Linked DNA regions of Cricetulus griseus: region 2 is linked to region 1. The links are chromatin contacts, called in public Hi-C maps. All regions are on one chromosome and are shown on one strand. Each heading gives the region's core, a stretch centred on a gene start, on an enhancer-like site or on the middle of the called end of the contact. The rest is flanking DNA. Distances are from core to core; before and after follow the strand shown.

Region 1 (4,114 bases), core at 692-3,191:
GTCAGAGGAGTTGATTTCTCATCCCAGCTTTGTTTGACCTGAGTATCCTCCCCTGGGATGACCTGTGGAGATTTCTCTGAGATTCCTACTTGCTTCTCATCAAGAATATTTTGTTAGATTTTAATCTGATGCAACAATCATTGCCAAAAATCTCAGACAGCTTCGATAGAGGCATCAACTATTCCCTTGCTCCTTCTTCTGTGGCACCGGTTACGCAAGAAGGGATTAATGCTTGGATATTTCAATTTCTTGTAAGCTCCCGCCCACTTCTTCCCCAACTTTGAGAAAACAAAGGGTGAATGGTACTCACCCTGGGCAAAGAGAATCCCCAGCAAGCAGGGGCTGGCAAACCTTACCCAGCACTTGAACCATTTGAGAAGTGAGTTTAAAAATATAGCTGCCCTGGAGACACAGGTGTGATCGAGGCAGAAGGTGTATAGCCTGGAAAAGAATTCATTCCCTCAATACCTTTGCCTCCTGTGTTGTCACTTCATTTTAAATTTCAACATCCCCCAATCTGGGCACTCTCCTTCCCCTACCCTGTCCCATCATATATATTTAATGTTTTACCATCCTTTCCCCATTGGGAAATGCAAATTCCATAAAAGCAAGTTCTGTTTTGTTCATTGACTTATCCTCAGTGCCTAGAACAGAGCAGGGCATGTAGTAGACACCAAGGCTATCCTTCAGGGCTGGAGAGGTGTCAGCAATTAAGAGCACACACTGCCCTTGCAGAAGACCAGGGCTGGACTCCCAGCATCTGTGCTAGGCAGCTCTAACTCCAGCTCCAGAGGAATGGCTGCCCTTGTCTGGCTTCCAACAGTACCTTCACACAAGTTCACATGGACATGGACACACACACACACACACACACACACACACACACACACACACACACAACACACACTTCTTTAAAAAAATCTATTTCTCAACCTAATGGTGGTGGTGCACACCTTTGATCCCAGCACTCAGGAGGCAGAACCAGGTAGATCTCTGAGTTTGAGACCAGCCTGCTCTACAGAGCAAGTTCCAGGACAGCCAGGGCTACACAGAGAAACAATGCCTTGAAAAAAAAATCTATTTCTCAAATTGCAGAAGCAAACATAGCAAAGTAGAAACTGGCAATGAACAGGCAAGGCCCGAATGGTGGTATTGACACCTAAGAGCTATGTGACCTTAAAGAAATCATTTTTTAAGGTCTCTGTAACCTAGATCTCCTCATAGTCTGCCAAGCTACAAGTTAAAAATAATGCCTTTTCTGATTAGACAGCCTGTGATAGACATCTCCACTACCCACACGAAGTGTGACTTTGAAAAAAACGTGAATTGTGCCTCAGTTTCCATAATTGTAATTGTAATTGACATCCCTTCAATGGAGACTTCTGAGCCTGGCCTCTCGGAAAGGGTCCAGGAAGGCTATGATGAGATGTGGGAAGAAAATGGGCAGCTCGGTCTGGGTCTGGCCTGACTTAAGCTGCTCATGGTGGGGGGTGGGAGCACGGGGGGACCTAGAAATCCGGCTGGGAAATGGGCTGGGGCCAGGTGCTGAGTCGTCCGGGAAGGGACCGCAGGATCTAGTGGTGCTCGCAGTCCCACCGGACCGAGCCACCGAGCCTCCGTCACTGGCGGCCCGGCCTCGCCAGAGGGCACCCTCGGCCTTCCGGAAAGCGCCATCGTTTATCCAAGCTGCAGCCGCCCGGCTCCCGGATGGTCAATGAAGAACCGCAGCCAGGATCGCGGCCGAGCCGGGTTCCACCCTCGGGCCTGGAGAGAGTGGCCCTGCCGCCCGGCTCCACTCCCCTCGCAGACCTTGTGTGTGTCCCCGGCCCGGCCCGGGGGCGATCGGGGTCGCGGGGAGGCAAGAGAGCGGGGCGGAGAGCGGGGACTGACAGCTGGCCCCGGCGCACAGGGGCCGGGGTAGCAGGAGGGAGGGGGCTCGGGAGTAACTTTCCAGAAAAACAGCCAACGTGTAGCAGGAATGACTCCAAGAGGAGGGGAAAAAAAGTTCAGTTACCACGTCGAACCAGAGGACTCGCAAAGTATTTTTCAAATGGGCTCGGCTTTTCCTGTGCCTGTTTAAAACATTAAAACCGTGTAGCGAGAGAGGCTGCGTGCGCTGGTCCCTCCCTCCCTCCCTCCCCCACCCCAGGCCGAGACGTCATGGGAGGGAGGTATAAAATTTCAGCAGAGAGAAATAGAGAAAGCAGTGTGTGTGCATGTGTGTGTGTGAGAGAGAGAGAGAGAGGGAGGAGAGGGAGAGAGAGAAGGGGAAAGAGAAAGGGAGGGAAGGAGAGGGCCGAGTGTAGGGGACTGAGCCACAGAGAGGCAAGACACGAAATGAGAAGAGGCTTGCGGAGGAAGGAATAACGCTTTCCGGAGTCAGCTGCGGTGAATCGGCTTCTATTTTCTTTGCCTTTTGATCCCCCCCCAACCCCAAAAGAGAAGCAAGGGACAGAAGCCATGGCCGAGGGAGAAGACAAGCTAAGATGCTGGTGACTGTGGGTCCAAGTGGATTATCCGAGCTGTCTCCAAGAGGCCTGTCCTCTCTGCTTGCCATTGCACATAATCTCTCATCCCAGCCAATGAAGAGGAGAGGCAGCGTGAACAGAGCCATTTAGAAAACCCCCGAGGAAGTGTAAACAAAAGGGAAAGCATGAATGGAGACAAGTGTGTCCTGCACTGCCCCCACCTTTAGCTGGGCCTGCGGCTGCCCAGCCCTGCCTCTCCCTACATACCCACTGGTGATTTTTTTTTTAAACATTTTTTCTTTTCCATTCTCTTTTCTTATTCTTCTTCCGGGCAAGGCAAAGATTCTGATTTGGGGGACCCAGCCATGGCCCTTCTGCACTTTCTTTAAAATACCCACTTTCTCCTCATCACCAAGCAGCGTTTGGCAATATCAGATATCCGCTCTATTTATTTTTACCTAAGGAAAAACTCCAGCTCACTCCCAGCTGCCCTGCCACCCCTCCCAAACCTCGGCTTGCCCTCTACCTGGCCTGCTGGGAGCCAGAGCCCAGCAGAACCTGTTTAGACATATGGACAAGAATCCCAGCGCTACATCGCCCACAGTCCGCTACTTCGTCCTGGGACAGCCAGCGCTTCCTGGGAGTCCTGAAGCCCTCACAGTGCAGTGAGTTCATGCACCCTCTTGCCAAGCCTCAGTCTTTGGGATCTGGGGAGGACGCCTGGTTTTCCTCCCTCTTTCTACTGGGGTCTCCTCCTTGCCAGGCCTCCCCCACCCCCTGGCCTCGCTCCTGGGCTCATACACGAAGATGCTCTTGCAAAGGGCTCTGGTGGTCCTGGCCCTACTGAACTTGGCCACAGTAAGCTTCTCTCTGTCCACTTGCACCACCTTGGACTTCGGCCACATCAAGAAGAAAAGGGTGGAAGCCATTAGGGGACAGATCTTGAGCAAGCTCAGGCTCACCAGTCCCCCTGAGCCATCGGTGATGACCCACGTCCCCTATCAGGTCCTGGCACTTTACAACAGCACCCGGGAGTTGCTGGAAGAGATGCACGGGGAGAGGGAGGAAGGCTGCACTCAGGAGAACACTGAGTCGGAGTACTATGCCAAAGAGATCCATAAATTCGACATGATCCAGGGGCTGGCGGAGCACAGTAAGTCCAAACGCTTGCTGGGTGTCTACTCTGGAGGGGATGAACTGGAAATGGGAGTTCCACAGAGGGGGGCTGGTGGTGGTTACACAGCAGAGTGCCCCAGGGTTCTCTACAGAGGTCAGGCATTGCAGCTGCAGCTGGGTAGGTGGGTGGGAAAGGAGACGGAGACATTCTGGTAATAGCCAAGCACTTCAAGAGGCCAGGAGTCCTGGAGCCAAGTGGCATTCTGAACTCCTATCACATGCTTGGTGGATATTGGAATTATATTGCCACCTAAGGAAACATGTTCTCACACATGTGCCCATAGAGGTTAACTGTAAGCACATGGATTCCATCATGGGGTGGGCTGGTTGCCCCCCCCCAAAAAAAACTTCATGGTCTTCTGAGTCTGGACTCTCCATATTCTCTCAGCTTTTTCCAGATCCTTGTGCCACAGCTCTGGTTTTCCAGCTCTCAGAAAGCACAGTATCTGCCCCAAATTTGTTTGTCAAGT
Region 2 (4,114 bases), core at 702-3,201, 220 kb after region 1:
TAATTTAAAAAAATATACTAAGACTTAAGAAAGCTCATACAACACTATTTCATAGCTTTGACCATTATGCCAAGAAAAGATAAGGGTCTTACTTTCTTAGATATCAATCTGTAAACAAATATGGGTTATCTATTTTGAAAACAAAGTCTTAAAGCTACACTGTCTCTTTTGTAATGCTTCTCACTTGGAATCATGATTTCTCTGAAATACAAGTATGCGACTAAAGAAAGGACTGTGGTAGTAAGCACACACAAGAGGCTTCAAACGAAAGTTCGACAGCTTTCCACTTTACAATGGTGTAAGAATACTCTGCATTCTGAAGAAACCATACTCTGAATTCTGAATGTTGATCATTTCCCATACTAGTAATATGCACTGGTACTATCCTGTAACCCTAGGCAGTTTACCAAGCTGTAGCCAGTCACCCACACCATCAGGAGGGTAACTACTGATAGGCAATGGTAAACCATATTGCTAAGCTAATGTGTCTGGCAGGTTGGGTATGTTAAGTGCATTTTCAGGGGCTGAGGAGATTAAAGGCTCAGCAATTAAGAGCACTGGCTGCTCTTCTAGATAACCTGGGTTCAATTCTCAGTACCCACATGGCAGTTCACAACCACCTATAACCCCAGAATCTTTCTTCTGGCCTCCTCCAGCACTGCATGTATGTAGTGCATTTACACATAAAATAAAAACAATAAAAATCTTTTAAAAATGCATTTCCAATTGATGCTAATTTCAACTTGAGGGACTAGAGTTAGACATATACACTTGATAGGTAGACAGACAGGAAGACAGGCTATGACTAGGAAACAAAGATAGCAAACTTCTAGCTTCCTTCTAATACTTCTGACCAGGCACAAAAGCCCTACAAGCCTTTCCCTCTGCCACTAGAACCTGGTAGGATGTGGATGAGTTTAACAGTTCAAGGTCCTAGAGTTCAAGGCAAGATCAGAACATGTTTACCCCAAACTGGGGTGCCTATCAGCTTCCCTATCTTTGTTCAAACTGACCAACCCTAAATTCAGGGAGGAAGACCCCTCAAAGACCCTAAAACCCCACAGCCGTTGAGAAGAGATCAGGTTTTGGCTTTACACATCTCTGCTGGGCTCTGCAGGGTCTTTCTGGGCATGAGCCTTGCTGTATGTGTTACCTCACCCCTAACAAAGGCCTTTCTTCACAGGCTGATTCTGAGGCTGCGTCTGACATCTCCCCAGCTGCTACTTGTTGTACAGGATATATGAGGTGTTTTCTTGTTTTTTTTTTTCCTGTCTTTTAATTCTTTAACTGATGGGGGGTGGGGTATTGAAGGACTGGGGGGGCGGGGAGGCGGAGTTTATCAAGACCCATAAATGGTAACAAACTGATTATGGTTATGTTGGGATGTAATTCAAGAAGCATCTATGGTGGGTACTTATAAACATCACTAGAAAGTGTATCTAAGTTGTTTGTTTCAAAATCTTTACCAATACGGAAGCAAGCACAAAAATAAAATAAAATCAGTGAGCTCTTACATACTCCCCTTCCCTGTAAAAAGTGTATAAGGCCCTAAGAACCTGACAGCATATATTCTTATGGTCACAGTCATGGAGCCCAGATGTAGAAGAGTTAAGTATTCAATTTGGTAGATACATTTTCTACATTCAGAACAAATGCACAAAGAAAGGAGATTGTAATAGTGGCACAGGAGTTATCTTTAGCAGACATAGCTGACCTGAGCAGAGAGGCCTGGGCAATCAGACTTCACCTCAGGCACCCTTGCCAGAAGCCACTGGTTTCATCCTAGCCTGACCTAGAAAAAACTTATGGAAGAGAACAAGAGGCCCAAGAGTGCTCTGATCTACTGTCAACCAGCTGCAGCAGAGAAGCTGCCAAATGCTGCAGTGACTGGGTAGCGCCCTGCAGAGCGTCTGGGAGGGGATTACCAGCCTGATCCTGTCCTCAGAGCCAGAAATGACTCAAACTTCACAAACAGCAAGGGCCTGCCAGGGAAAGTGACAGTGAGACTAGGACGGGCTTCTCCCCATTGCTGGTGTCTCTTCCCCCAATTTGCTGCTGTGGCAGATTCTGGACAGTGTGCAGCCTGTGAGGTAATCTGAATTCCTTGGCAATGGCCAAGTACCTGAATTCTTTCAAAACCACAGGAATCCAGCACAGAAAAGGTAAATATCCCCCCGGAGCCAGTGTTAATTAGCAAGCAAAGCTACTGAAGAAGGGCCTGGGGGTGGGAGAGGAAAGAAAGGCATTACAAAATGCTTTGGGGTCTTTTCTGCAGTTCCACTGGGCGATATGGCTGGGGAGGAGGATGGCAAAGCTGCAAATGGGCAGCACTACAAGAGGCCTTTTCAGTCTCCTCCCACTTCCACCACAACCTGGGTGTCACCCTCAGAGCTCCCCATGGACACTTTCATGAGCTTGTGCTACCTTCCTTTGAGTCACTGACAACACATATGGTTTTCAACTCAGTGTCATTTTATTTAAAAAAAAAAGAAATCCTGTTTCAGTGCAAATTTGGCTACTAGCTTTGTCTCAAAAAGAACTGTCTCAAATCATTTATATCCCAGATTGGATCCTTCTAGAGTTGTAAAATCCAGAACAAAGCCTTTTTGGATTCTACTTCTGACATAAAAATGTATCGCCACCATTTTGGTGAGAACAACATCCCTCTCTCTAGAAACGCAAGGTCTCCTTTTTACTCATTCAAAACAGCAGCTTACACAGGGATCCTACAACAGGAGCCTGAACAGGGTTCCTATGGGGAACCTACAGCAGGAGCCTGCACGGGGATCCTACAGCAGGAGCCTCTACAGCAGGAGCCTGCCCGGGGATCCTACAGCAGGAGCCTGCACGGGGGAACCTACAGCAGGAGCCTGCACGAGGAACTTACAGCAGGAGCCTGCCCCGGGATCCTAGAGCAGGAGCCTGCACGGGGATCCTACAGCAGGAGCCTGCCCGGGGATCCTACAGCAGGAGCCTGCACAGGGATCCTATAGCACACAGAGCAGAAGCATGACCACCAGGACCATGAGACAGACCAGATAGGCAATTTCACTTTAATATCTCTTCAAGAATTTACCTACATAAAAGAAACAGTAAGAAGGAGCTGGAAAGATGGCTCAGTGGTTAACAGCATGTGGGTTCAGTTCCCAACACCCACATGACAGCCCCTTCTCTAAGTTCAAGAGGATCCAATGCCCTCCTCTACCTCTGCAAGCACTGAACTTATATATATGCAGGCAAACACTCCTACACATAAAATAAACAGTGAGCAGTCTGCTTTTTGTGTGACTAAAACAAAGACAAATGAAAAGGTTTCAAAGGGAAGGGAATTTACACAAAATAACCTACTTCACAATGCGATGAACTCTATAAAGTGAACTTTCAGTCTCCTAGCATTAATTTTTGAAACTCCCAACAAAAATGACAGGGTATAAAAGCCTAAAGAAGGAAACTAATTATTTTTGCCTCCAGGTCTGTCTCTTTAGGAAAGATTATGGTTTTCCTTCTCGTCTCCAAGTAAAGCAGCCTGGTGATCTCATCCCAAACTGATTACCTTCAGTTATGTCTACACAAAGCACACGTGACCCAAGATTAGCAGGAGCTGCAGGTGTGGAGGAGCTGTCGGCAGATGCTGAGCGTAATGATACAGCTGAGCGCACTCTGAGGCCTGTAAGGCAAGTGCACGCCAAGACAAACAGTGACTGCACAGGCCACTGAAGAACCTGCACAAAACAGTGTCTCGGATGTCTGGGCAAACGGCTCGAGGTAACACATGGATATGCCTACTATGATAAGGATTTCACATCCACCAAGGTTTCACCAAAGACCTGAAAATTTTTCTTTTCCTTTTTTGGTTCAATGGTACGAGTATTTAAAAAGCTATTTTGCTGACAGTGAGGAAAAGTGCTCACTGGCCATAAAAATGTGTGTACGTGTGCACACACACATGACAGTTCCTGCTAGAAACAGACAACTGTCACTAATTCAGTAGCTCTGACATCTAACCAGAGTTATTTACACATGTGCAGCAAAATGTAACCAATGCTAGTATTGCTCTCATTTTATACTCAGGACCATAAAGATGCAAAAACTAAGTAAAATTTTACTCATAGTG

The links. A called contact is a pair of places that touch in the nucleus more often than the background predicts.
Region 2: a contact with region 1 is called in a Hi-C map of the CHO-K1 cell line, with 4 times the contacts expected there. The contact joins the enhancer-like site here to the promoter of Tgfb3 in region 1. A contact is called at or near these places in 5 of 8 Hi-C or Micro-C datasets (the CHK-Q cell line, the CHL-YN cell line, the CHO-K1 cell line and 2 more).

The regions. Positions count from the first base shown.
Region 1 is chr5:117,723,862-117,727,975 of CriGri-PICRH-1.0, forward strand. It overlaps Tgfb3 (transforming growth factor beta-3 proprotein), which reads left to right and starts at 1,942. Exons shown (of 8, transcript XM_035445504.1): 1 at 1,942-3,133; 2 at 3,474-3,621. The coding sequence starts at 3,516.
Region 2 is chr5:117,944,515-117,948,628 of CriGri-PICRH-1.0, forward strand. The region is part of intron 9 of Ttll5 (tubulin polyglutamylase TTLL5); the gene reads right to left. Among named protein-coding and RNA genes, the nearest start is that of Ttll5, 44 kb to the right of the region's middle. Within about 2 kb of position 1,952, at least 2 of the 6 cell types and tissues checked have open chromatin away from gene starts, as enhancers often do. A contact at or near this core is called in the CHO-K1 cell line, where this site is marked.